Regions from separate parts of the Hordeum vulgare genome. Here region 1 is linked to region 2. The links are chromatin contacts, called in public Hi-C maps. All regions are on one chromosome and are shown on one strand. Each heading gives the region's core, a stretch centred on a gene start, on an enhancer-like site or on the middle of the called end of the contact. The rest is flanking DNA. Distances are from core to core; before and after follow the strand shown.

Region 1 (6,170 bases), core at 1,359-3,858, 400 kb after region 2:
ATAGGCCTGTGACAGTTCTTCCCCTTGCAATGTCCCTGTGAACACTGCAGGCATTCCTGAAAACATCTCTTCAAGTTCAGGCCTGCAGTAGAAGGCACATTTTAAGCATGGCAACAGTGTGTACTCTTCTTACAAGAGGATTTCAGTCTCTTATTACATAAAAGAAGAAGCAAGTTTCATGACAATATGCAAGAGTCACTTTGGAGAATAGATCAGTAGTTAGCAATTTCAACAGTCAAATCAACTACACTGTGCCTTTTTCTACTGAAGGAAGAAATTAACTAGTTTCTATGATATAACGATCCACACCTGAATGGGCCATCTCCAATGAATGCAATTCTTGCTCCTGGAAGTCGGTCCATGACTCTGGAAAAAACAGAATCCGATGTCAGCAGTGAGTGACACTTGGTGAACGCAGGATATGAATTAGCTAGATAAAAAGATCAAGATTAAATTATGTCAATAAAACATTATGGTAACAATAAGGGGGCATGAGCAGCAGGTAAGGTTTCGATCACACACACCTTTCACTTTGCACTGCAGCGTTAAAAATCAGAAACGTCATGAGCTCACCTCTTATGAAAATCCAAGCTTTTCTCAACTCCTAAGCGTCCAACATAGATTATCAGTGGCTTCTCTGGTTCACCGTTCCTGTCATATAGAAGAAGCATACAAGCAACACAGTTAGTCACGTGAAAGATATATCTGATCATATCGACTCATTCTGCAGTTTCCTTGACATACTCGGCGAGGCAAGAACCCATTAGCATCATTAAAACTGCATCACAAATGGACCAGCTGAGCAAACTAGATTACATACGTTAGCATTGACCGCATTTCCTGATTACGGAAACGAGGATGGAAGCTTTCTGAATCCACGCCCTTGTTCCAAAGGCGTATCTTATTGGCTGGAAACATGCACCGTGAGAGGAAGATGTTGGACCTTGGAAAAAAGTGATAGCATGGAGTAGTATGTATGTTTGCGCAAACCTGCTGTAACACGGGCTGCTTTAAGGTCCCTGCCAATAGCGGCTGATGGTACCAGTGTGAGATCCGCAGCTCGGTGCAAGAATTCTATATCAAGCGAAGATTGTATCAGCTGGCTAGTCTGGCAAGAGAGGTTATACATTTGTGAAGTACTCCCTCTGTACACTAATGTAAGACGTTTTTGCAGACTGCAAAAACTTCTCACATTAGTGTACGGTACATAAGAGAAAACTTACTTATAACTAGCCACATGGGCTTGACAAGCCAGCTGAATGTATACCTGGGAATATAACTGTCATAGATAAACAAGGATCAGGTCGCCTCTCTAGCTGGATAAATTAACCCATAATTCCTTGGATTATAGATATCATTCACGAAATGCACATAACATCGTGGATGGTGTTTTTCTGCTAGGAGCTGAAGATTAATTAAATGGTCTAGCTGTGTTGGCCTAGATAAGAGAAGATATATTTTCAGTTTTGTTCAAGTTGCAGTTCTGTTGCTGGCATAAAATCTCCTTGTGTTTTGGAAATGGGTGTGCATGAGTTGTAAATTTGTCAAAGGGGAAGGTTAGTCAACTCACATTGGAACATGGGTGTGGTAGGACATTACTAGAGGGACGCATAGCAATTTTGCGATGATTAGGGCGCCGAATACCTGGGAATTTAAGGAAAAATATGAAATCTCCATTATTGTCGAAATACAGAAAGGAGATTGGTTAGTAGCATACCATGATTCCAGGGGAAGAGGCGTGGATAATGTCGGGCTTGAACCTAGCGACTTCTCCAATGATTCTGGGGCTGAGGGCAAGCGAGAGCGGGACCTTCTGATACCAGGGGCAAGGGAAGCTCCAGGATCCGATGAGCTTGGCGCCGTGGAACTCGTCGGGGACGCCCTCGTGGGTGGTGATGACGATGACCTCGTCGCCCATCTCGCGGAGGTACTTGATGAAGTTCTGGAAGCGGTTCTTGTAGCCGGAGACGTAGGCGAAGGGGGAGGGCTCAACGAAGAGCGCGATGCGGCGGGGCCGCGAGTCGGCTTCCGAAGCGGGCGGGGGCTCCTCCTGGTGGTCCAGCTCGTCGTCCCGCAGCAAGACCGGCGACGAGGAGGAGGAGGAAGAGGCACTGGTGCTGGTGCTGCATGACGACGACGGCGAGAATGGGAGGAGGAGGTGGCGGCGATGCAGGCGAAGGGAGCCAGCCCGTTGGCGTGACGACGGAGCGATTAGAGGGAGAGGAGACGGCTTGGACACGGCGAGGATGGGCGCCGCCCTCGCCATCCTTGCCTCGTCCTTGCAGCAATTTAATCCTTTTCCGATACTCGTTTGCTTTGGTTGAATCGAATCGAATCGATTGAGGTTACTCGCTCACTGGGGCGAGGCGAAGAAAGCAGAGCTGGAGCTTGGAGCTGGAGAGGGGAGTGGACGCAAGTCAGGGGTTCCCTCTTGGCCTTGGCCTTGGCCTTTGACGCACTCGCATATTCGAAGTTTCGAACGCACCACACGAGACGAGCATATTCGAATGCCAAATCGAATTGATCAAGGCATCAAGCCATGACTGAGCGACCGCATCTCTACACACACGCACGCGCTGTATCGCTCTTCCACTCTTTGCGGTTTGATTGAGGGATCGAAAAGGCCAAATCTCGGGGAACATTTGGGCCCCGAGTTCCACGAGATATCGCATTATCCGATTCCAGCCAATCAGCTCCCAAGTGCTAGCCACTCACCAAACATGCGACTGGTTCTCCCTTTTTTTTCTGCCAACACAAGACTTTTTTTGGAGGTTTTTTTCTAAAAAAAATCTCGCCGTTTTATTCATTAGCAACAATAGACATAGGTACAACGTTTGGATCATGAGGATTGTCCCACCAAACATATCTACCTACTCCAAGATTACAAGTAAACTTAAAGAGTGTCGGCTCAATGAGACCTGGGGTATCATGGCCCGTCTGTCGTTGGCCCGAAGAACAACGCGTAGGCTGGCTCAAAAGAGGCAGACGGACCGTGATACCCCGGGTCTAGGGCACCTGTCGTGCCTGCCGCCCTTGGCACTCCCGGGCGGCGCCCCGGGCCGCCACAGAGCCTGTTGGGGAGCGCTTGGCCTCCTCCGTCCACCCGTCTGTGAACGACCAAGCACGTGACTACTCTACCGTCGTCTCCTCGCTCGCGCGTCGTAACCCTCCTAGTCCGCACGTCGCACTGCTCATGACCCAGAAGCTTCTGCGCTATCGCCCCGCCAACGACGGCTACGAGGCCTGGCTCGAGCGCTTCACCGAGCTCGTCGACACCGCGCACACCACCTTGGGCCATGATGGTCCGGCGCCCTCCCGCTCCATGCTCCCTCCACCGTCACATGTCGACCAAGCCGAGCACGAGGCTCCGCCTCCTCCTCTTCCTCCGACGCGCACGGCGAAGCCACCCCACGGGCCGATGGCACCGGCGGTCGACGACGAGAATTGCCAAATCATCCACCACGCGCCCCAAGACGCGCATGCGGGTCACGAGAGGGCGCCCAACCGCGAGGACCGTGTTCTCCAGGACGTCGCCATTGATGGGCACCAGAATTGCGCGGCCCTCAACGGAGGTGTCTCCACCACCGGGGCCTACTTGGCCCTCACCCTCGAGCTGTGCTGCATGGTGTGGCCTGACAAGTTCAAGCCGAAGCTTCCTCCTTGCTACGACAGCAGCGCCAACCTCATGGAGTTCCTCGTGCTTTATAGCATCAGCATCCAGGCCACAAAGGACGACGACCAGGTCATGGAAAACTAGCTCCCCGTGACCCTCAAGGACGCAGCACGCGCATGGCTCCAGAACCTCCATGAGGCGTCCATCTCTTCACGGGAGGACCTATGCAAGCAGTTTGTCGCTAACTTTGCGGGCACGAGCGACCACCTCCTCACGCTCAACGACCCGCGGGTCGTGCGCCAGTGCCCTAACGAGCCCCTCCGCAAGTTCATCCATCACTTTAGCCAGGTGCGCAATAGGATCCCGAGGGCCTCCGATGCCACCATCGTCTCCGCCTTCACCAAGAGTATCACCGATGTGAAGATGTGTGGGAAGCTCTCCGGCAGGGACGATCTTGACTCTGCGGCAGAGCTCTTCCTCCTCGGCGACCGATGCGCCATGGCCGAGGAAGGGCGCCTTTTCCTCTGCGACGGCCCTCGCACCGAGCCTGGCACGGTGAAGCCCAAGGACAAGGACTCAAAGCACAAGGGCCCTGTCATGCTCAAGGCGGAGCCCGAGCAGCAGCACATCGCGACCGCAACGAAGCGCCCAAGAAGCCCTTCCGCGCCTACCACAACGTGAACTCCGACAACACCGAAGGTTGCCACGAGCTCACGCAGCTCCGTGAGGGCCGCGCCGGTTGCCATGGAGGCCACCAGGAGAGTGGCAGCGGGCGCGGAGGTGGCTGATGGGGTAACAACTATGGTGACACTTGTTAGGGCTGGCACAACCAGCCGTGGCAGGATGACCCTCAGTCCAACACTGCCCCACCACCCGCCAACAAAGCCCCTCCTGCTGAGAACATCGGGGCTGCCAAGAGCCTCGCAGGGTGGCCTGCATCCTGGGCGGCACGTCACATCAGAAACAAAACAAATTCCTATGCTCACCAAGATCATCTATGAAGATCAACAGCTACGAGAGGAGGAGTGTATCTACATACCCTTGTAGATCGATAAGAGGAAGCATTGAGAAACGCGATTGCTGTAGTCGAACGACTTCGCGATCCAATCACGATCCATCCTGTGATCCAATTGCGAACGTCCCGATCAAGTTCCGAATGGACGACACCTCTGTGTTCAGCACACGTACAACTCAATGACGCCTTCACCACCTCGATCTAGCGAGTGTGGGTGAAGTAGTATCTGAGTTCTCCGGCAACATGACGGCGTGACGGCGGTGGTGGTGCTACGATTTCGGCAGGGCTTCGCTAAGCACTACCATGATCATGACGGTGAAGAAGTACTACGAGGGATAGAGGGAGGGCGCCGCCAAGGACTTGTGTGTTGGTTGCCTCCCTCTCCTCTCATATATATAGGGGGAGGGTGGAGCGTTGGTCGGCCTAGGGTTTCCCCTAGGAGGGATGGCGGCCAAGGTGGGAAGCCTTGCCACCCAAGGCAAGGGGTGACGCCCCACCTTGGCTACCCTAACCCTTTGGCCGCATGGGCCTTCACGTTGGAGGGTGTCCAGCCCACCAGGGGCCGGTGCGCCACCTGTCACCGCCCATAGGGCCCTCCAGGGCAGGTGGACCCACCCAGTGGACCACCGGAACCTCCTTCACAAAACTGGTAACTTTTCGAAAATCTTCCGGAAGTCGAATACCAACTTCCCATATATCAATATTCACCTCCGGACCATTCCAAAGCTCCTCTTCATGTCCGAGATCTCATCCGGGACTCTGAAAATCCTTTGGTCACCAACACAATAACTCAAGCATGTCTATATCATCATCGAACGTTAAGTGTGTAGATCTTACGGGTTCGAGAACTATGTAGACATGACCGGGACACCTCTACGGTCAATAACCAATAGCGGGACGTGATCATCATACTAGTTCCTACATATTCTATGAAGGCCTATATCGGTCGAACCAACGATGTCAGCGATTCAGCTAATCCCGTATGCAGTTCCCTTTGTCCATTGGTATGTTTCTTGCGCAAGATTCTGTTGTCGGTAGCTCCATACCTAGTTCAATTTTTTTACCGGCAAGTCTCTTTACTCGTTCCATAATACAAGATCACATGACTAAATCTTTAGTCACATTGCTCACAAGCTTATTGTGATGTTGTATTACCAAGTGGGCCCCAAGATGCCTCTCTGTCATACGGAGTGACAAATCTCAGTCTTGATCCATGCCAACTCCACAAACACCCTCAGAGATACCTGTAGATCATCTTTATAGTCACCTAGTTACGTTGTGATGTTTGATACACATAAGGCATTCCTCCGGTCTTAGGGAGTTGCATGATCTCATGGTCATAGGAATAAATACATTGACATGCAGAAAGCAATAGGAGTGAACTTGATAGGATTAAACGCTATGCTTACAGTTTGGGTCTTGTCCATCACATCAGTCTCCTAATGATGTGATCTCATTATCAAATGACAACTCGTATCTATGGCTAGGAAACCTTAACCATCTTTGATCAACGAGCTAGTCTAGTAGAGGCTTACTAGGGAC
Region 2 (6,310 bases), core at 1,688-4,187:
AATCAGATCACAGAGGAACTTCAATAGAAAATACTAGAAGAAGATTACATAGACATTCTTGAATGCAAAGAATAGCCGTGCAAATGAGCACATAGTTAAGGAATAAGTGATAGAGCATAGAGACTTAAGCGCTCAAATATAGGTTTCCACCAGAGACACTGGAGGGCAGTGTAGAATATAAGTTCCTCAGCACCATATCATAGGCAGACCATAAAATAACCACCAACATACAGTACTTGAAGATGATTTTTAAGAAAAATAGCAGATTTGCCTTTTAATAGGAATAAGTGAAAGCACTGAATACAAATACCAAATTACAGTATTTGACAAATGTTTCTTCAAGAAAAGCTGCAGCACTGCCTTATCACTCGTACGAAAGAATCATGAAACATCTAATGTTTTTTCCTTCGCAGGTGATAAATCAAAAACTAAATCTCCTTAGACAAGTTGTGCCAGATCATAGCACAGGCAAGTTATGATTTTAGTTGCACAAAGTCTACAATAAATTCCGATAAGTGGATGATTATATTGCAAAAAATTAGGGCAAAGTAATACGAACCATCCATAGTCAATTATGGTCAGTGACCTCCATTTAAGGGAAAACCTCAATCAATTTGAACTGAAAAATGGAGAGAAATGATTGCCGATGGTAGAAATGTCGATAAAAACATCGATGGTGAATTGAAGGAAGGCGTATGTAACAAAGAATAGACAGGGTACATTAAGTACACAACATGGGTGGAGAGGAAGATAAAAACACGGCTATAAAACATAAAACAGATATTGGATGGAACAGCTCATTAAGCATAGGTAGGATAACTGGTTTTAGAATGAACATTGGTGTGAACACATTGATACATGTCCCTAACTGTCTGCAGTGAAACAAACAGTAAACTGCTGCATAAATCAACACTGGAGGAGCCTGTGATAAGCTAACTGCAACCACAAAACATACACATGATAACTGGAACACAGAAGTATGTGAAAACATCAATAAATGAGATATCAAACTCTTTGAAGTACCAATAAAAATTTCATCTAAAGCATCAAATAGTCCAGAATCCTATTGATCCAATCTCATCTAAGACTGCAATCGTGATGTGTGTGATTAGTTATTATTAATGCAGGTAACATAATACCGTAAGGCATGAAGGAAACTACCTTCTCTTTCCTCATATATCAGAGATTATGACACATGCCCAAATTACCTACAAATGGAAACATAATTTATTTGGTAGATGAACAATGCCATCACTAATAAGATGAAACATGTAATCCTAGAATCAATAATCTAGCATACGATACATCCTTCTTAATGAGGTCAGAATAGCTGAAAACACCTCTCCACAAAAAGCAATTATCAGGTGTCATGAAGTACAAGAACAAGAAAAACGCCATGTTAATAATGAAACCGGACAAAATGCTTAAATAGCAGAGATAATCGCAAGAACAAAATAACATGAAGGAAATACATGTTACAGCATTCTGCAACACAGCAGAGTAGCTGTATGAACAAAATCCTAACTAGGCTGTGACAATGACGTGAAAAGGGTGACTACCAGAAATAGGAATATTCAGTTTGTTATAGATTGGGAATGATATTATTGAGAAACTTACTGAATCATGACACTCGAATGTCATACTATTCCCATGCAACTAAGAGAAGGTTCATCACTTAACCAGACTGGCATATCTGACTAGACTCGAGTAACATGAAATGCAACAATTTGACGACTTATGTTGCACCAACATATTTCTAAGTGAATAACGGCTGCAATGAATGTAGAATGTGCACGATATTTACCACATCACACGGATACACACGTAATTTTCCAGAATCACCAGAACAACTACATGATGATACATTTCCTTCTAAAATTTCCGTTCTGTCTGGCAGATTAACAATTTTGTTATTTGGTGCACTTAATTCAGAAAAAAAAAAGTCAGCATCAGCAAAAGCTCAGTGTCCGGACAGAAGACACAATGTCCTCTGGCAGGTATAAAAATTATCTGACTGCATCCATGCTTCATACGCAGCAGGCATGCTAGACAGTTAGCAAACGAGAGAACTAGACATGCCCTACAATATTAATCATTTCATGACAACGTGTGCGACACACAACGGTGGCAATCTAAAAGAGAAGCCATCATGTGCGTGTTCCTCTGGTAGCTGGTATATTTGTGGTGCAAAAGCAATCCGGTTGAAGTTAAATTTGTGGGTGGCTACCTGATGGTTGTTGGGCAGAGGAGGGCGCCGTGGCGATCGACCTTGCCGACGCGCAGAGAGACGAGAGGAACGCAGAGACACCTTGCCAGCATGCCCACCTCCGAGACCTCAAAGTGCTGCAGCGCCCGCCCGATGAGGTGAGAAGAGAACCAATCGATGGCACTTATCGACCACAGGGATAGGAAATGTCACCTGAGAGAGGTGAGATATGAAGCGGTTCTCGGCGGCGGAGCATGACACGTTGAGGGTGAGGAGGGGCCTGAGACGGTCGTCGGCGCGGCAGGCCCCAACGAGCTGCTGGCGGAGAGGCAGCGGGCGATGAGCATCCTCTCCTCCTCCTCCTCCTCGTTCCGATCCGGAGGTCTCCGGCTCGTCGTCGTCGGAGTTAGGGAAGGAGGAATAGGATCCATCTCGGCTTGGCGGCTCACCCATCGGGAGAAAGGCAGGAGGGAATCCTAGGGTTTGCTCGAATCTGGTGGGAGACAGGATTGGGGGAGGAGAGAGCGAGATGAGACAGGAGACGGGAGGGGAACCACGAGACCAGAACCAAATCAATCGCAGACCGGGTGGAGAGGAGGCAGATATTTTCCAAGCGACTGATTGCAATTGCGCCCCTCGGGGTGTGGCCCCGATCCATCCTCTCCGTCTCGTCCGTCCAACTTTGGGCCCCATATCCACCCATCTCCGCCCTGCACAAGGAAACGACCACCAGCCAAGGCACACTTCCTCTCGGCATAGGTTCAAACGCTCCGGTTTGGTAACACACGTATGGGCACCGGTGAAACCTCCTCGTGCCCTCATCCGTTCTATCTTAAAGCAACTTAAGATGGACCGACTCAAATGGATTATGTTTTTGTATGCTTTTGTATCCGTTTGGATCAATCGCCCGTCCGACGTTCGTCCTGTTTTAAGTTTGGATCAGCAGTGCGTTCAATGCGTCGATCCATTTCATGTCCGTACATAATTTTTAAAAAAGGTCCGCGGTCATAGATCATGCGAGAGACCATAGATCATGCCAGCATCATTGCCAGCGCCGGCATACAATCACCATACAGTTCATGTTGGCGCACTCGCCAGCGGCCGACACACATGCGAGCATACAAAAAGGGATGTAATTTAAGTTCGACCACGCCATCGCGGTCTCGTGGTCATGCCAGCACACGTGTCGGCATACAAAAAAAGGCTCGCGGTCATAGATCACTCCTCGTCGAACTTGAGCATGTTGGCTTGCATCTTCTCAAACCACGACCTCTTCCTTGGCGACACGGTGTTGAGATCTACCTTCATGATCTCCACCCCGGTCATCATGCTCGCGAGAGTCACTTCTTTTGCCTTGGCCTTGGCGTTGCCGGCCTTAATCTCTAGCATCTTGGCTTGTTTCTCCCCTCCATCTCAAGCATCTTGGTTTGCTTCTCAGTGTTCATCTCAAGTGTCCTCCTTTGGATCTCCATGAAGGCGTTCATTTGCTCTTGTTTGTAACGCTGGCGCTCCTCCTCCCTTGAGTCCTTCTTGCTCATTATGCCCTCCACGCTTGCGATCAAGGCGTTCGACGCCGCATCCCGCTTGTCCTCCTTCTTGGAGTTGGTCTTCCCCCGCGGCCGTGCGTGCTCACCGTGCCCAACCTCCTCCACGGCTTGCTTCCCCCACGCGACTTGAGGACGGCATATTGTGCCATGAACTTCTCCTCGCCTTTGATGACCCTAAAGCAATGGAAGAGGTTGAAGCACTTGTCATTGTGTTGGACCTTGAATGCCTCCAAAGCTTAAAATGCCTACAAATGTATTTCATGCAGGCATATTGGCAAATGGTATGCAAATGAACACGCAAGCATAAACTTGATGACACAAAAGAGGGCGCCTTGCTAGCATACCATGTCTTGCATGTCGATGCCGCTCACAGGACGGGCCTTGACGCTCTCAAGAGTGGCACAAATCTTGTTGCACACTTGTTGGATCACCCTCCATCGCTTCAAAATAGACACCCACCCGCGCGTGCTTACTATTTGGTACGGCGGAAACTTCTTGCGCTCATGAAACTCACGGTGGACACGAATCCAAAACGTTGAATGCTTTTGTTTGGCGCACGTCTTGGGGTCTTGCCCAATGTCTCTCCAACACTCGCAAAGAAGCTTGTCCTCAGCCGCCGTGTGTGCCTTGGTCCGCTTGCTCTTGTGATTCGGCCGCTTCGCACAGGCGGCTTGGTTGGCGAGCTTGTCCTCAAACAAAGGCTCCCCTTCGATGTCACACTCGTCCTCTTCCTCTTGCTCGTAGTCCTCCGGAAACTCGTGGTCGAGTGGGAAGCCGTCCACGTCCATGCCGACCTGATCACGCATGAAGGCCGCCTGGTCTTGATTAAAGTTGAACGACATGAACGCCCCTCGGTCGCCCTGACTTTGTGTCTCGTCGGGATCGTAGCCAGCGGCCGACGCACCACCCTCGAAGATCAAGTATGTATGTAGTCCTCGTCGCCGGCGACCGGCATTTCGTCGAACAGATTGCGTACACCCGACAGCATGTCTGCTGGCATCTGTCGCGCGTGTTTCCTCGCGCCTCCGGATGACGAGCCACCGGCCACCGGTGTGGCATTGAGGTCGATGGGCGCAGGCGTGGGCGTGGAAGGCACCACCATGCTCACCTCCGGCGAGCACTCCCCGGAGAGGCGGGAGGCCTGCGGGTAGACGTAGAAGTGGGGCATCGGGGTGCAAGCTGACGCGCGGGGCGAGTCGGGCAACGCCATCCGAGGGAACGTGGATGAGTGATACGCCCCAAACGTATCTATAATTTATGTTTGTTCCTTGCTCTTTTGGGTGACATTGTCATATGTTTTGCTACACTTTCATACATTTTTACACATATTTGGACTAACCTACTAACTCAGTGCACCCAGTGCCAGTTTCTGTCTACTGATGTCTTTTAATTGCAGGGATTTTACCCCAATTTTTAGAGCCCCAAAAATCTTGAGAAAAATATATAAAAATCAGCATGAAGGAAGCTTCACGAAGCACCAAGGTGGGCCAGAGGGGAGCCAGGCCTCACCCAGGCAGCCACCTGGCGCGGGCCCCCTCCTGGCCGCACCACCAGGTCGCCTGGGCAGCTGGTCCACCCCCTGCCCCCTCCTTTGGCCTATATTTACCCCTCGGACGGGAAACCCTGAGCACAGATCCAAAATCGCGAATTTCTCCACCGTTCCGCGGCCACAACGCTTCCGAGATTGGGAGCGCTAGAAGACCTCTTCCCGGCACCCTGTCGGAGGGAGGATTGACCTCTGGGAGCTTCTCCACCATCATGGACGCTTCCCGGACGTGCCGTGAGTAGTCCTCCTTGGACCATGACTCCATGACCAGTAGTTATGTGATGTCTTCTCTCCAATCTTGTGCTTCAATGCTTAGCCCTTGTGAGTTGCCCTACATGATCAAGGCATCTATATAATTTACGTGATGTTGTTGTGGTGCGTTTGCTGGGATCCGATAGATTATGAGATTATGTTCATATTGTGATGAGTTATATATTTGGTTCTCCTTTTATATTATGTTCTTGAGTAATTCATGCATGTTCTCCGTTGCTTTTCATTACTTTGGCTGAGTAGTAGATTCTAACTCCAAGAGGGAGCGTTCTGCATGATTGTGGGTTCATGCCCCCTGATGTCTAGCTTGAGTGACAGGAACATGAGACTAGGGGATGTGTTGTTGCCACCAGGGAGAAAACAACGGTGCTTGTGACCATGGTTGCAAGGATTGTTTACCTTACGCAAAGTTCATTAATGTCGTTATCCGTTGCTTTGAGTTTACACTTTGGGTGGGGCTCGCAACTTAATACCAGCGAGATCTTCTGGATAGATATCTCAAGGTGGATGATTAGAGAGTGGATGTTGATGGATAAACGGTCTACTTGTCTTGGCGTATTGCCCATTACTTTTGAGCCTCTAACTTTCTTGTAGCATGATTAGCATTGCGGTGCGTTTATAATTCTGTCAATTGCCCAGCTGTAATTTGTTTACCTAGCATAGTTGTTTATTGTCTTTTAGGAGAGAGACATCACTAGTGAACATCATGGGACTCTAGTCCATATTACCACCATTATTTAC

Evidence for each region. A called contact is a pair of places that touch in the nucleus more often than the background predicts.
Region 1: a Hi-C map of seedling shows a contact between it and region 2, with 6 times the contacts expected there. The contact joins the promoter of LOC123426397 here to the promoter of LOC123426396 in region 2. A contact is called at or near these places in 4 of 6 Hi-C or Micro-C datasets (leaf and seedling).

What each region holds. Positions count from the first base shown.
Region 1 is chr2H:393,261,069-393,267,238 of MorexV3_pseudomolecules_assembly, forward strand. It overlaps LOC123426397 (sulfoquinovosyl transferase SQD2-like), which reads right to left and starts at 2,609. Exons shown (of 8, transcript XM_045110230.1): 1 at 1,718-2,609; 2 at 1,571-1,644; 3 at 1,224-1,279; 4 at 991-1,074; 5 at 821-908; 6 at 574-651; 7 at 310-366; 8 at 1-82. The coding sequence starts at 2,266.
Region 2 is chr2H:392,860,540-392,866,849 of MorexV3_pseudomolecules_assembly, forward strand. LOC123426396 reads right to left here and starts at 2,938. Exons shown (of 5, transcript XM_045110228.1): 1 at 2,420-2,938; 2 at 2,228-2,343. The coding sequence starts at 2,899.